2 separate regions of the Rattus norvegicus genome follow, and region 1 is linked to region 2. A link is a contact called in public Hi-C data. All regions are on one chromosome and are shown on one strand. The core of a region is the stretch at or near the end of the contact, and the rest is flanking DNA. Distances in the headings are between cores, read along the strand shown. Region 1 overlaps Ttc33 (tetratricopeptide repeat domain 33). Region 2 overlaps Ttc33 (tetratricopeptide repeat domain 33).

Evidence for each region. Hi-C and Micro-C count contacts between places; a contact is called where the count stands out from the background.
Region 1: a Hi-C map of kidney shows a contact between it and region 2, with 2.8 times the contacts expected there. The contact joins two enhancer-like sites. A contact is called at or near these places in 5 of 12 Hi-C or Micro-C datasets (the Rat2 cell line, Schwann cells, kidney and 1 more).

The regions. Positions count from the first base shown.
Region 1 is chr2:56,046,740-56,054,280 of GRCr8, forward strand. Ttc33 (tetratricopeptide repeat domain 33) reads left to right here. Exons shown (of 5, transcript NM_001106414.1): 5 at 1,688-2,849. The coding sequence ends at 2,041. Among named protein-coding and RNA genes, the nearest start is that of Ptger4, 23 kb to the right of the region's middle. Within about 2 kb of position 5,057, at least 5 of the 93 cell types and tissues checked have an H3K27ac peak or open chromatin away from gene starts, as enhancers often do. A contact at or near this core is called in kidney, where this site is marked.
Region 2 is chr2:56,017,378-56,024,860 of GRCr8, forward strand. All of the region lies in intron 2 of Ttc33 (tetratricopeptide repeat domain 33), which reads left to right. It also overlaps the pseudogene Snrpg-ps5. Among named protein-coding and RNA genes, the nearest start is that of Ttc33, 14 kb to the left of the region's middle. Within about 2 kb of position 1,609, at least 8 of the 93 cell types and tissues checked have an H3K27ac peak or open chromatin away from gene starts, as enhancers often do. A contact at or near this core is called in kidney, where this site is marked.

The sequences.
Region 1 (7,541 bases), core at 3,807-6,306, 33 kb after region 2:
GAGCAAGTGTCCTTGTGGTATGGTGGGACATCTTTTGGGTATATGTCCAGGAGTGGTTTAGCTGGGTCCTGAAGTAGAACTATTCCCAGTGTTTGGAGAAACTGCCAAATTGATTTCCAAAGTGGCTGTACAAGTTTGAACTTCCACCAGAAGTGGAGGAGTGTTCACCTTGCTCCACATTCTCACCAGCACATGCTGTCACTTGAGTTTTTATTTTAACCATTCTGATAGGTGTAAGATTGAATCTCAGAGTCATTTTGATTTGCATTTCCCCCATGACTAAGGACTTTCAATATTTCTTTGTTTCTCAGCCAGTCGAGATTTCTCCATTCAGAACTCTGTTTAGCTCTGCTCCATTTTTAAATTGGGTTATTTGGGCTGTTGGTGTCTAACTTTCTGAGTGCTTTATAAATTTTGGATTATTAGTTCTAGGTCAGGTTGAACTATTGTTAGGGTTGGTGAAGATTTTCTTAATCTATGGGCTGCCGTTTTTTCCTAACGACAGTGTCCTTTGCCTTCCAGAAGCTTAACAGTTTCAGGAGGTCTTGTTCATCAATTCTTGATCTTGGAGCCACAGCCACTGGTGTTCTGTTCAAGAAGTTGATTCCTGTACCAGTGAGGCCAAGGCTATTCCCCACTTTCTGTTCTATTAGAGTTAGTGTATCTGGTTTTACTTTGAGGTCTTTGATCCACTTGGAGTTCAGTTTTGTGCAGGGTAGAGTCTGTAAGATTGTATCATCAGCAAACAGGAACGGTTTTACTCCCCACACCCCATTTTTGAATGATCTATATATTTTTCTTTCCTAATTCTCTGGCTAGGACTTAGAGTTTAGTCATGAGTAGAAATGGGAAGAAATGGTTGTCTAATGCTAAATGGTCATCCCTGAAAACAAACATAAAAGTAACATTATATAGACTGAGCAGGTTACATTTCGGAATATATGCATATATGTGTACATGTAATAACAATTAATGAAAAAAGAGACCTTGAACTTGAAAGTGAACAGGGAAGTGCATCTGAGAGCATTTCCAGGGAAGAGAGAGATGATGTGATTATATTATAGTCTCTAAAAGTAAAAAGAAAAAAAAAAGAGCTAGGAAGAGCTGGACTCATTCTTGATCTTGCTGGAAAGACTTTCACTGGTGAGTGTGGTGTTGGATTTGGGTGTTCTGTGTATGGCTTTTACTTCTCTCTGTTATTAGATATCATTACCATTTTAATCATTAAAGAGATACTGAATTTTGTCAAATGGCATTTCTTTATCTATTGGTACAAACTGTATGATTTTTTTATCTTTTATTATGTGGTATATTATACTAGTTGTCCCATACTGAACTGCGTGATTAGCATCCGAGGAATAAATCTCATATGGCCATAGTTAATGATTCTTTTAAGATGCTCAAACCCTTGTAGCAGTGCCCTCGATTTAGGGGCTTTTAAACACCAGCATTTTGTTTGTCTTTTCCCTCACACATGTATGTGTTTTCTCTACTATAATTGTCTAGTTATTACGACAGCCTGTCTTTTTAAAAAGATTAATTGTAAAAATTATATTTGTGTGTGTGTGTGTGTGTGTGTGTGTGTGTGTATACACGCATATATAACCATACTTACTTGAAGGTATATAATTCTACCTAACTTGTTGGTTTTTAGAAATAACCCAAATGAAAAAATCTCTTCTCCCAGGCAATTCGAAGTTTTCAAGTAGCCCTGCACATATATCCAATGAACCCTGAAATATGGAAGGAAGACCTTTCTTGGGCCAGAAAGCTCCAGGAACAGCAGAAGGTAGCACAGAGGATTGAAAAAAAGGAAATTCCACCGGAAGGACCAGACCTCTCACCAGGGGCGATCCCTGACTATGACTTTGAGAGCGATGAGATCGTTGCTGTTTGTGCCGCTGTGGCGGAAAAACAGAAGTCAGCGTCTGCAAATAAAACAATGGTTATTGTGTCAGCTTCTGGGACAGTTGAGATAGTAAACGAGAAGGAAGAGGGCTCTTCCGCCCCAGATGGCTCTGTCTTTATCAAAGCCCGATGAAGCCATACACAATGAAAAGGTGTTTGAACCTTTTCTTTCTTTCTTTTTTTTTTTCGGTTGCTACTTAATGCTTAGATGATTGACATAGGCATATGTACTCTGGAGGAAAAGGGAAAAAAGATCCTGTTTTAAAGTGAGTTTTTTAGATGATACATACCAGAATCAAGTTGTGGAATTATTCTCAGTGAGTGGACTGTGTTATATACTTAAGGTTAGCATCTTAGGTGAAATGTGTTTTGATGAGAAGCATTTGACTTGACCTTATGGGAGTTTCCTTAAAGCCGCAGTTTGGAAAGGATGTTCTTGAATAGTGTAACTAGACAGGCCATTACTGCAGTGCCCACATGGAGACTTTGCTTTGTGATAGAGGAAGTGTGCGGCTTCTTCCCTCCTGTGAATCTGCTGCTGTCATCCCCCCATTTTTCTTGCTTCACTGGTGTAAGTTTTCATCAAGATGAATATTTCTGACGTTCATTTGGATTCAACGTTATCACTGAATATGTTATATGTGAATATTTGAAATATTTTGAAGTTTGCCTAAAAATGCATGCAGATGTATATGTCCTGAACATTTCTTTGAAGATTTTGTTCTTGTTGTCCTAATGTTCTAATTTGTGCTTCCATTTTGACTGAAGTTAAGAAGTGGTAAGTCCCTCAGTACTTGGTAACCAGATACTGGTGTGTCAGCGACGGACTCGTCTTCCTCTTCAAGATGGAGTCATCTTTACCATAAGTCAGTCCTTTGTAAAGATGGATGGCATTTGCAGATCATCTGTCAGTAAAGTCTACTCCTGCATTATCCTGATCAAAAAAGAGTTTCTTTTCCTTTTTCTTTCAGTGGGGAGGTTAACCTAAACTAGCCCGCTGGATTAGCACCCGCCACTGAGCTAGATCCTCATACCTTTTGTTCTTATTTTTGAAAGTATGAAGAACCTTGAAAACCTTTTTTCCCTTTTTGGCTTTTGTTTTTTAGCGACAAGTTCTTACTTTTAGCCCATGCAAGCCTCAAGGTTATCTTCCTGACTCAGCATCTAGACTGCTGGGGATACAAGTATGATCTACTAGAGCTGACTAATACTTCTTGCTTGCAACTTTATAGTGCACAATTTAAAAACATCTTTCTAAATAGCTTTTTGGGGAACTATACAGTGAAATGAAAATAAATAGTTACAAGTTCAAATCACTATCAAATCTCTTTAAAAGTAAAAAGACAAAGTTATTAGAGTGTCAGTATGTGACTGACAGACAAGCAAGGAGCTGGAATGTGATTAATGTATAATCCCACAAATATGAGATGGATACGGTAAGGAAGAGTTCAGTGCGTGGTGTGGTAGCTAATGCCTATAATCCCAGCACTGAAGAGGCTAAGGCAGGAGAGTTGTAAGTTCAAGGCCAGCCTGGGCAACATAGCAAGCCCCTTGCCTCAGAACAAAGCAAAAACAGTCGAAAAATAAAACAACTCAAGAAAAAGTTTATTAGAAATTCTGAGTCACGGTCACAAACCAATGCTATTGCTGTGAATTACTGTTTTTATTGCATATATTATAGTACAAACATATGCGACTGTCAGGTGCTGTTCAACTCTGATACTCAGGCAGTTATGATTGATGTAACATTTTCTTTTAGAGATAAAAGTTATCTCTGTTGTATTATGTAATCTTAGCAAAAACTGTTGAGACATATAAATATGGTCTGTATTTTTATGAGGATGATATTTTTGAAAGTATTTTAACGGAATGTTCTCTAGTTTTTCTTCCATAGTTAGAGAATCAGCAGTTTCCTTAAGTATTATATTCACCCCCCCCCAATTATATCTTCAGATAATTAGCCCCAGGATAGCAGAGAGTTTTAGAATGATTAAAAAAATATTTTGTTAAATAACAAGGGATATTCTCAGAGAATAGCTAGATGCCTAGAGAATTGAATATGTCACATTTGATATGTTACATACAAATGTCTGTTTACTATATGATTTGTGAATAGTTTTCCATCTGTGTCTTGGAGAGTTTCCTCTTAGATTTTGAAAATTAGATTTGTATCTTTTTTTTTTAAACACTTTGCACGTTTCCTCATACATGCTTGCTAGCTCCAGGAAGAGCTTGTCTTAGTTAGGAATATTTCTTCTCACTTCTTCTGAATTTTGGAAAGATCTTTATAGTCTTATCTGAACTTACCGCTTGTGATACTGAAAGATGGTTGTCAGTTGGAGATTGTTCTTGGCATAGAGTCTGTGCCTCAAGTCCCCGCGTGGCCTGCATGTCGCTCCCCACTGACGATCCTGTTGTTCAACTGTACTGGCTGGTATTGGTGGGCCATGCTAGTCCTCTACTATCCAGGTATAAGACACAAGATAGATGTGAGATGGGGGCAAGGGAGAATGAGTTATGAAGAGGAAGGAAAGGTTCATTTACCAAAAGGTGAAGAACCTTCCATGCAGGAAGAGAAACACACATCTGTTAATTTGCTGTGGTATGAGCAACAATATATAAAAGTTCACTAAGACGTTAATTCTAATAAAACTCAAATTTTATGAATCTGGAGAAAATGATACTCATAACAATATAATTATGTTTAATAAATGATCATAAACAACAGCATTAGTGATAGAATTATATTGACCATGGATTTGTGTTGTTCTGGCGTCAAATTGTATGGTGTAGATACTTACTCGAGCATTACACATTGAGACCATTCTGGAAAACTTGACACTCATGTTAATCTCTCAGATGCAGGTGCCTAGTGTATAAAACGTTGTATCGTAAATATCTAACAGTATGGGAAAGTTATGAGGGAGACATAACTCACATCTGCTGCAGCTGGACAAAACAGGCTGCTGATGGCATAAACATGTAAATATTTTAAATTGCTATTAGCTCAAACTAATGAGGGGTTAAAAGGAGTTATCTCAGAAAACTGGTATTTTCATGATTGTAGCTGGACAGCTCAGCCTCTGTCAGTTTGCAGGTTATACTTTGCACGGTTACTCACAGGCCGACTTCACTTTCCCAGCACTAAGAGAATTAATTATTAATCAGCTCTTACATTTCCTTCAGTCAGAAAGCCTTCAAACCGCACTCGGTAGCAGACATTCTAGGCTGGGTTTCATGACGCGGCATGCGTCTAAATGAGTTCGGAGTTAACACAAGAACCGTGATCATCGTCTTCCTTCAGTGTGTGTGCTGAAATGGGATTTTCTGAGATGAGATGAGTTTATGATTGTCGGCACTGTAGGCTAGAGAAGCTCACTTCTACCGCCAGTAATAAAGCACGACACTTTATAAATTACCTCTTTACCGAAGTCAATTTAAGTGAAATGAAGATTTTTTTATCTGAAGTTGTGTCCCCTAGCCACATGCAGAATTGAATAGGACTATTTGAATGAATGCAGGAGCTGTGGTGGCCCTTTGGCTAGTACACAGTTCCTTAGTAAGTGTTACTGTGTGGTACTTGGAGGGTGGTGGGGGACTGGTCAATGTGAACGGACTTTGTTGGGGAAGGCAGGTTAGGTAGGAATGAATTCCTTTCATCTTACTTCTTAGCAAGTCCATTAACCAAGGAATCCTGGTCTGCCACCCACCTCCTGGGGCGATGAAGGACAGGATGTACTGGTCAGTCCCTTTCTCCTGTTCTCTGGGTTGGTCATGTCTCCTCCATCTGCTTTGTGAAGGGGAGCAGTGAAGAGCTGGTGGGTGTGGGGAGGATGATGCCTGTGCTTCAGAGCTGCCAGTAGGTCTGTGAGGTCTCTCGTTATAACCTTAGGTTCAGTATTACCTGGCCATTATATGCAGTCATTGGGCAGTCCCCAGGTCTTCTCTTAGGTAGTTCAGAGGCCACAAGGACACCTTTAAATGCTAGTATTTGCTTTGGACTCATTTAGGATCCTTTAGGACCCCCTTAAATACTAATAAAGATTGAGTATATTTTAAAGTAAGCATGAATTTTAGAAAAACACAAAATGTAGAAATCCTAATTTTTGCCTTTTTTTTTAAGTTGTGGAAATTTTATTGAAAATGAACAACAGGATGACTTGCCTACCTTTGCGGAAGGTCTACTGCTTGGAATGGTAGGAAGCCAGAAAGGTGAAGGGAGGAATGTGGAGCGAGGTACAGTGTCCTGTGCTCACTTTTGTGACGACTGAGAGTTATCGCATCCCCACTGGCACTGCCACCATGAGGGGTTCCATATCCACCCAAAGTCTCCACACATTTTAAGCTCTCTGGTTCACCTCCACCCCGGTACGCTCTCTGCTTCCTGTGGCTGTAAGTTAGACGTTATTTTTATAGAACTATAAATAAATAAACAAACAGACATACACTATGTACTCATGCGTGTTCGAAGTTCTTCATGCTCAGTTGATCCGTGGTGTTGCTCGTGTCAGTGATGTTTCCTGCTCCTTAGTATTCTCTTGTAGCAGTGTACAACCGCTTAGCTGTTGGTCACGATGGGCATTCTGCTGTTTTGCTTTATTGTGAGTAAAGCTGCTCTCTACAAATTATTCATTCTGTTATAGACGCACTGCTTACTGTATCCTAAGTGATTAAGGCCGACCCCTGCTGTATGTGGACCGTAATATGAAACCTAAAATCTCCCTAACTGTTTTCCAAAGTTACCCTTCCGTTGTGTTCAGCAGTTGCTGGACCGTGCTCGTTTTCTCACCCCTCTGTCAGTCTTGGCATTGTCCATCTTTCTCGGTTAGCCGGGCTCATGGATGTTGTGTTCTGGTGATGTGGGGCTTCATTTCTTCCTTTTTTCCCTTTTTGACACAGGGTCATGTGTTCTACTAAGCCAGCTTTGAACTTGCAGTGTAGGTGGCGATGAACTTGAACTACTGATCTCCCTTTTTTCCTCCCTTCAGGTTTTGAGATTATAGGTGGTGTGGACCATCACACCTGGTTCATACGATGCTGGGGATTGAGCCCCGGGGTCGGTAAGCACTTCCGGTTGACCTGACTCCCAGTACCTGGTGCTGTTTTTTGTGAATGTTCTTGGCATTATCTTTTGGGGAGAAGTATAGATCCAAATTTCCCCATTTTAAATTTTGATTTCCTTACTCAGTTGTATAACTAACACTGGATAAGAATTCCTTATGAGTTACTGTTGTGAATATTTTCTCTCCCGTAGTTTTCTTCAAACACTATTCAGAAAGTAGACACTTTAGACTTTGATGAAGGCCAGTATATACATTTTTCTTTTCCTTTTTCAGTTGTACTTATGTGGTGAGAGATCCTCTAAGTCACAAAGAATTTCTATATTTTCTACTATATATTTTTAGTTTTAGCTTTTTGTGACTAGTTTTGTTGTTTGTTAAGTTCATTTTATATGTATTTATATGTAATACATAGTAAAAATTGAGGTTCAGTTTTTGATGTCTAGCACTGCTCATAGAAAAACAATTTGTCTCTACCTGACATAGGCTTATCTTGTACTTGGGAGCAGAGGCACCGTTGTGGCTTCCAGGACAGCTCAAATAATAAGCAAGTATATATGTAAATAAATAAAT
Region 2 (7,483 bases), core at 359-2,858:
TACCATCCGATCTCAGCTCTTTTAAGTTTCTCTTTGCACCTACTTGAATGCATAAAAAGCATCAAACTTACCAAGCAGGACATCTGTGTTTTTACCTAGACATCTGCTGCCTTCCCATATAGGTGAAAGGCACTGCCATTTCCTCTAGTTACTTTAGCCCTACACCATGAGTCAACTCTAGGGCTTACTCACCTTCTCAGAGCTGTTCTGCCCCACTTGCTTGTAAGTCACTGCCTGTCTGGTAGCTCGCTCTGTTTCTGCAGCCATGCATTTCTGGCTGCTACTATTGTAATAGACTAGTGAGACCCCATTTGTAATGTTGATAGAAAGGCTCTTACCCCTTGACACTGACCAGATGAGACTTGGTGAAGTTCTGGAGAGAGTGGTGAAGGTTAAGGATGTGTGCAGCAAGCTTTGACTTGTGGGAGAACAGCACATAGGAAAGAGCCTGGAGATTACCCCTCACCCTAACCCCCATTTATGGGCTGCTCCCCAGGCACCCTGATTTCGTAGCTATCACTGAAGAAGTTTCTCAAGATAGTGGTCATCTAAATTTATTTGTAGAGCTGTTGGCAGCTTCCCATAGGCCTGTATTTTCCTCCTCCCCTTCTGCCTCTGACCTCATGTTGTTTCCTTGAGATCCCAGTAGAGTTAGCCAGGAAGCTTTGACCTCCTGCTCTGTTGTCCAGGTAACCAATGGACATCATTCTAGATGCCTTTCTTTGTTTCATTCCTCAGGCCTGGCCCAAGTTGAGTCTCTTATACTGTGTATGCTCTTATATCCACTTTAAGTTTTCACTGCACTTACCCTGGTCTTACTGGGAGTTATCTCACCCCTGAATTTCTTAATAAACCTGTATTGGTCTCCTTGGGCATGTTGTTATATCCTGATAGTTATTCCACTCCCTTGATCTGGACATCTTTTAGAAATGTAAATCATGTCAGTGTTGATAAAGCCTATGGATTCTCCACCACAACTGCATTAAGCCAACACCCCCAGCCCTAGCCTGTTAGGTTTCCTGTGCCCATGGCTTGGCTACTTCTCCAGTATAATCACTTCCTTTCTCCCTATGTTATAATCACACTGGTTTGACTTTCTGTCCTCTGAACATGAAGTGCTTAGTCTTGCCTTGGACTCTTGTCTTTGTCTGGAATGGACTTTCTTCAGATATTCAGATGTTTGTCCTATCTTGTCACTCAGGTCATATACATTCCTCAGAAGACTCTCCTGCTCACCTATCACCCACTGTGAGAAGATACTTGATCCTTACCTGTCACATCCTTCTTTAAATCATGGAATTTACGTTTGAGTCTTTTTCTCATGTCCTTTTCTCATGCCCATAAAGTACTTTAGAAAGTTCTAGAAGAATAGTAGAGACCTTTTCCATCCTCACCCAGAGAAGGTGACCTATAAATATTTATTAAATATGCTATTAATTAAATAGCTCATTAGATTTGAGCAGCAGTAAATGAGAAGTACGATTGGGAGGAAAGTAACTGAGCAGGTGACGTCTCATCTGGTGAGTGAGCCTGCTATCTGACTTACTTGGCTTGGTCACCAGCTGTTCTTTGTCTCATTGTCCACATTAGCTCACCCTGCCCTGTGTGATCCCTGAGCTATTCACCTTGCTTCCTTCCTTGTGCTGGTTTAGTTCCATGTTGTTAAGGCTGCCTTTAAACTGGCTGAATCAGACTTTGGTCATTTATTAACCACAGTGACTTTAAACCAAGTTTTTATCTTTTAATGTTTCCTATCCAGCAGCTGCAGTAGGGCTGTGTCTCTTCAATCTGTTCCAGACTAAAGTTGAATTAGGAGATAGGCTGCGGGAGTTGGGAGAGACCACAGACCGACTTAGTAGATGCCAAGTGTCCTCTGCCCCCCACGTGGAGGAACTAAGTGGTGCCTCTGTTGAGCTGTAGGAAGGATCTCCTATGACATGAACCAGGGCATGAATGAGAGCCAGAGGGGGCGGGGCAGCTCGGGGATCTGTTAGGAGGGCATCTGTTAGGAGGGGATCTGTTAGGAGGGCATCTGTTAGGAGGGGATCTGTTAGGAGGGGATCTGTTAGGAGGGGATCTGTTAGGAGGGGATCTGTTAGGAGGGCATCTGTTAGGAGGGGATCTGTTAGGAGGGGATCTGTTAGGAGGGCATCTGTTAGGAGGGGATCTGTTAGGAGGGCATCTGTTAGGAGGGCATCTGTTAGGAGGGGATCTGTTAGGAGGGGATCTGTTAGGAGGGGATCTGTTAGGAGGGGATCTGTTAGGAGGGCATCTGTTAGGAGGGCATCTGTTAGGAGGGGATCTGTTAGGAGGGGATCTGTTAGAAGGGCATCTGTTAGGAGGGCATCTGTTAGGAGGGCATCTGTTAGGAGGGGATCTGTTAGGAGGGGATCTGTTAGGAGGGGATCTGTTAGGAGGGGATCTGTTAGGAGGGGATCTGTTAGGAGGGGATCTGTTAGGAGGGGATCTGTTAGGAGGGGATCTTTTAGGAGGGCATCTGTTAGGAGGGGATCTGTTAGGAGGGGATCTGTTAGGAGGGGAGCTCTGTGTTGCTTGCTTCACCCTAACTATCGGACAGTAGCTCATTTGCTCCTGAAATACCTGTATATTTAGGCAAGAAAGGCCTCAGCTGGCAGCATGGAGTGTAGTTTGAGAACGGAAGTGGTGGGTGAGAAGGCAAGCTTCTCTACTCTTGTGTTCTATACAAATCTGTGTGAAGTATGTTTGTGCATGTGTGCATGTCTCAGTGTGTATGCATGCATAGCTGCCTAATGCAAAGAGTAAATAGAGTGATCGTTACTACGCGGTGAATTTCCTAGTTTATCTTGTTCTTTGTATATGAACAGCTTTGTTGGGTGGAGATATGGCCTGGGCATCTTTTTTTTTCTTTTTTTCGGAGCTGGGGACCGAACCCAGGGCCTTGCACTTGCTAGGCAAGCGCTCTACCACTGAGCTAAGTCCCCAACCCCTGGGTGGAGATATGGTAAGCCTTCTTCCTTTGCAGCAGTGCGGGCAGTGACATTTTGAATAGTACAACCTTTTGACAGCTGTTTTCCTCGTAGGATCTTAACATCCCTGGCCCCATGTGGCCCCTGCCACTAATTCCTTAAACACATGTGACAGTTGAACAAAAAGACCTCCATGAATTTCCATAAATGATTACTATATTGTAATAACTGCTTCTAGTTTCTTTAGGCAGAGCATAACATGTGAGTTAAGGACATTTGGCTAACACAACAAACTTCCATCAGTACCTAGGCCAGGCGGGGATTGGTGACTAAACCATTGCTTGCTTTAGAAAGTAAATGTTTTTCTTTTCTTTTTTTTTTTTTTTTTTTTGGTTCTTTTTTTTTCGGAGCTGGGGACCGAACCCAGGGCCTTGCGCTTCCTAGGTAAGCGCTCTACCACTGAGCTAAATCCCCAGCCCCGAAAGTAAATGTTTTATAGTGACAGCCATGGTCATCTGCTTATGTCACGTCAATGGCTGATTTATGATACAATGGTAGAGCTAAGTAGTCGTGACAGAAACTATACTGTTCACAAAATCTAAAATACGCACTAGATGGGCTATCAGCGTGTCATCCTTTGCTCTAGAGACCAAAGCCCTCCAAGGGCCTTAAAAGCTGCAGAGATGTTTGAAACATTAAACATCTCAGAACTAAGGCCTCTCTGTGCTCCTAGAATTCCCTGTCCTCCTGCCCCCTCCTCTCTTCTTTTCTCCTCCCCCACCCCTTTCTCTTCTGTGTTCTTTCTTCCCTACTCACAGTCCTCTGTCTTAGGAGTTTTCTAGTTCCCATTGCTGAAATGATGAATGGACTAAAGTGAGAATGGTGACTACTTGCGTTTCTGGGGAGAGCTTGTTTTTACAGCCCCTGCACACCGTGCTGTTACTTCCTGTTCCCTCTCAGCATATCTTCCATGCTTAGCTCTCTTTGCAGAAGTCTCATGGAGCAGGGAGGACAACTGGAGTGGATAGAAACTGTGATATTAGTGTCTTTTAAGTGCTGACATTTTCTATGGGCTTAAAAGAATTAGAACACACACACACACACACACACACACACACACATGGGCTTAAAAGAATTAGAACACACATACACACACACACACACACACACACACACACACACACACACACACACACACACACCCCAAACCCAAACACCAGCTCAGGCCAGTTGTTGTAACTATTGTGGCATAGTCAGGAGGCAGAGGCATACATTTCTTAGTTTAAGGCCAACCTGGGCTACAATAATTCTAAGCCAGCCAGGGCTGCAGAGTGAGACCCTGTCGAAAAACGACCCCAAAAAAGCAAACCTACTTTGATTTCCAAGTTCAGAAGAAAGGACACAGAAGGACTGGAGGAAAATTAAGTAAGACATTGTTGATGTAGTTGTAGAAGGACTGTGGCCTTGTCAGGGCTACGTTACATACTATACTACCTTGGGAGGATTGATGCCAGGAAGCTTGGGACTGACTGGTCCTGTAGCTGCTCTTTGCTTTTGCTTTGTAAAAGCAGAGCAAGTCATGCCAATTTTATAGGACTTTGAGTACTACCAACCATTGTATGTTAAATAATTCTATTATCTCTCTCCATTTCAAAAAGTCATAAAACACACATTAAAAAGATAAAAAATAACCCATAATATTCTTTTTTATTTATTATACTTATATTACACTGTAACTGTTCAGACAACCCATAATATTCTTAAGAAATGAAAGAGGTGGGTTGGGGATTTAGCTCAGTGGTAGAGCACTTGCCTAGCAAGCGGAAGGCCCTGGGTTCGGTCCCCAGCTCCGAAAAAAAGAAAAAAGAAAAAAAAAAAGAAAAAAAAAAAGAAATGAAAGAGTTCCTCTGAGGTCAGTCAAGTGGTATCGCGGCTAGTGTGGAACCATCAGCAAAGAATAGCAGTGGGAAGACCAGGGTGTTTTAACTCACTAGAGAACATCCTCGTGCATTGAAAGATGACAAGGTAGAAAAGACAGTCCTGATATTGGGGTATGTTTTCGCTAGGAGCTCCATCCAACAGGCATGGTAAATGACTAGACTCAGGGTAAAGCGAGCTGAACAGAGCAGAGGTGTGCTGAGCAGTGTAGACAAAAGATTGGGCAGAAATGCAAGTGCTAAGGGAAACACATTTGCTACCCCTGTATTAGAAAGTGTATTGCTATAATATTTGTAAGGAAATTGTGAATGGGAGGATTACTGTGAATTCCAGAGAAGAACTAGAACTGTGAAGTTCCCAGCTTTTCCTGTTACACTGGGAACATTGTTTAGAGGTTTGGGAGTACTCACAGTCTACTAAAGAGGGAGAGCATTTGCTTTTCATGTGATACATGGTTACTGCCTTGTGGATAAGTCACAAAAACTTAGGACAGAATAGTTGTCACCGACTGTTTGATACTCTGTGTAACATTTGTGAGAGTTTTACATAAAGTATGTATACACAACCAGAAATTGGCACATTTCTGGCTTTTGAATGGCTCATGTATTTTTCCTCTGTTATCCATTTCATAAAGTCACATTTCTAATGTTCTCCTGAGATGCACTTAACATTTTTGAATATAGATTTTGTATTGTAAATTTCTGGATGTAATTTGTAATCTACGATTTGCATATTCATCTGATAGATGTCAAAGTCTTCAGAAATCACAAGGATAGATTCTCTCTTACATTTTTAAATTCTCCAGATAGGGTGAAGTGATGTCAGGACAGTGAGCTCCATTCCTAGCCCAGGTTAAATTTTAATCGTGAAATTTAATGCTTCAGATTAGACAGACGCAGCAATTTTCTAGTCATGTCCTGTTGTATGTCATCCCGTGTTTTTACTCTAGACTACTCTGTGTCTACCTTACTCCTCCAGAAATGTGGGTCCCTGTTAGGGAGCTTAGTACCCATTCCACTGCATGCACAGCGCTTGTAACAGACACTGAACAAATTCACAGTTCCAGTTTAATCAGTTATTTAGAGAGTGCTATTACAGATATTACCAGAATAACTTTGTACACATTCATTTTTACTTATTATACATGTGCATGGTGGGCACATGCCATTGTTCACATGTAGATGTCAGAGGACAGCATGAGGGATTTTGTTTTTTCTTTTCACCCTATAGGTTTTGGGGATCAAAGTCAGATCATCCAGCTTGGGGAAAGCACTGTTACTGCAGAGCTATCTTGCCAGTATGTTCCTGTTCCAATTTGATCAGGGGGCTTTTCTGATGAAAAAGGGATTGGGTTTAATTTAAGGGAAGGAGTGATTCTATTTATGTTTTGCCATTTGCATATTTTATGGATTTACCATTAAAATAAGCAGATTTATCATTAAAAATAAGACAAAGTGCATGGTCGAGGGCGAGATACCCTCTTCTGTCTCTTCTTTCTCTACCTGAGGCGTGAGTCATTAGAGCAGAAGAACTAACCCTTCCCCTCACTGGCTGCAGCACTCAGGAGAGCTTGCCCTGCATCTCCCCTGGGCCTCACAATAGAGCTGGTCCTGGTGAGCCAGCCCCAGCCTTTTGGGCATGATAGTGGGAAGCGCTGACCCTTCCCTACCCTTTGCCAGCTGTGGCATTGGGCGGGCTAGCCAGAGCAGTGCTGGAGAGCTTGTCCTAGTGGTGCTGGCTCAGGAGAGCAGGTGGACTGACCACGTCAGCTGCACACCAGGTCCAGATCCAGGGATTTGAGTTGGCTACCCCAGCATCTACCCCACCTGTAATCTGCTACAGCATGTGAAGAGTCCTGCCCTGCAGATCTAAGGCACCAGGACTTCCATGACACAGGGCAACAACAGGACATCTGAGAGGTTCCCAGTGAGCATCTAGTATTAATAATGTAGCAGAAGGCAGAGGCCTCAAAACAGACCAATGACTCATTGCAACGCACTCGTGCAAGTAAAGATGTACGGACAAAAGGGTATACTGTGAGACACACTGTGACACACTACAGTTCTCATGACAAGATTTTTTTTTTTTTAATTTTAGCTTATTTTGAGTGGAGGGTAGTTACGAAGGGATGGGGGAGATGAGAAGAATTGGACTGGATGATGTAAAATTCACAACGAATCAATGAAAAGTTAAATAAGACAAGACAGCTTGCTGTGATCATGAGGTTTATTTTTTATCTTTTTTTTATTTGGTCAAAATTATTCTGTGACATTGATGTTAATTTCTGTTGACCTACAATTTTTTGACATGTATGAAATGAATGAAAATGTAGTACTGCATATATTTAATTATCCCTCTATCAGAAGCCAAACTTAGAAGATTAAAACTGTGACTTTGTACATATTTCAGAAAAATATATTCTGTAATACAGAGGTTCTTAACCTGTGGGTCTTGACCCCTTGGGGGGGTTTGAATGACCCTTTCACAGAGGTGACATAGCAGATATTTACTATTTATAACAAGAGTAAAATTACAGTTATGTAGTATCAATGAAATAATTTTGGGCTTGGGGTCACCACACCCTGAGCAAGTGTATT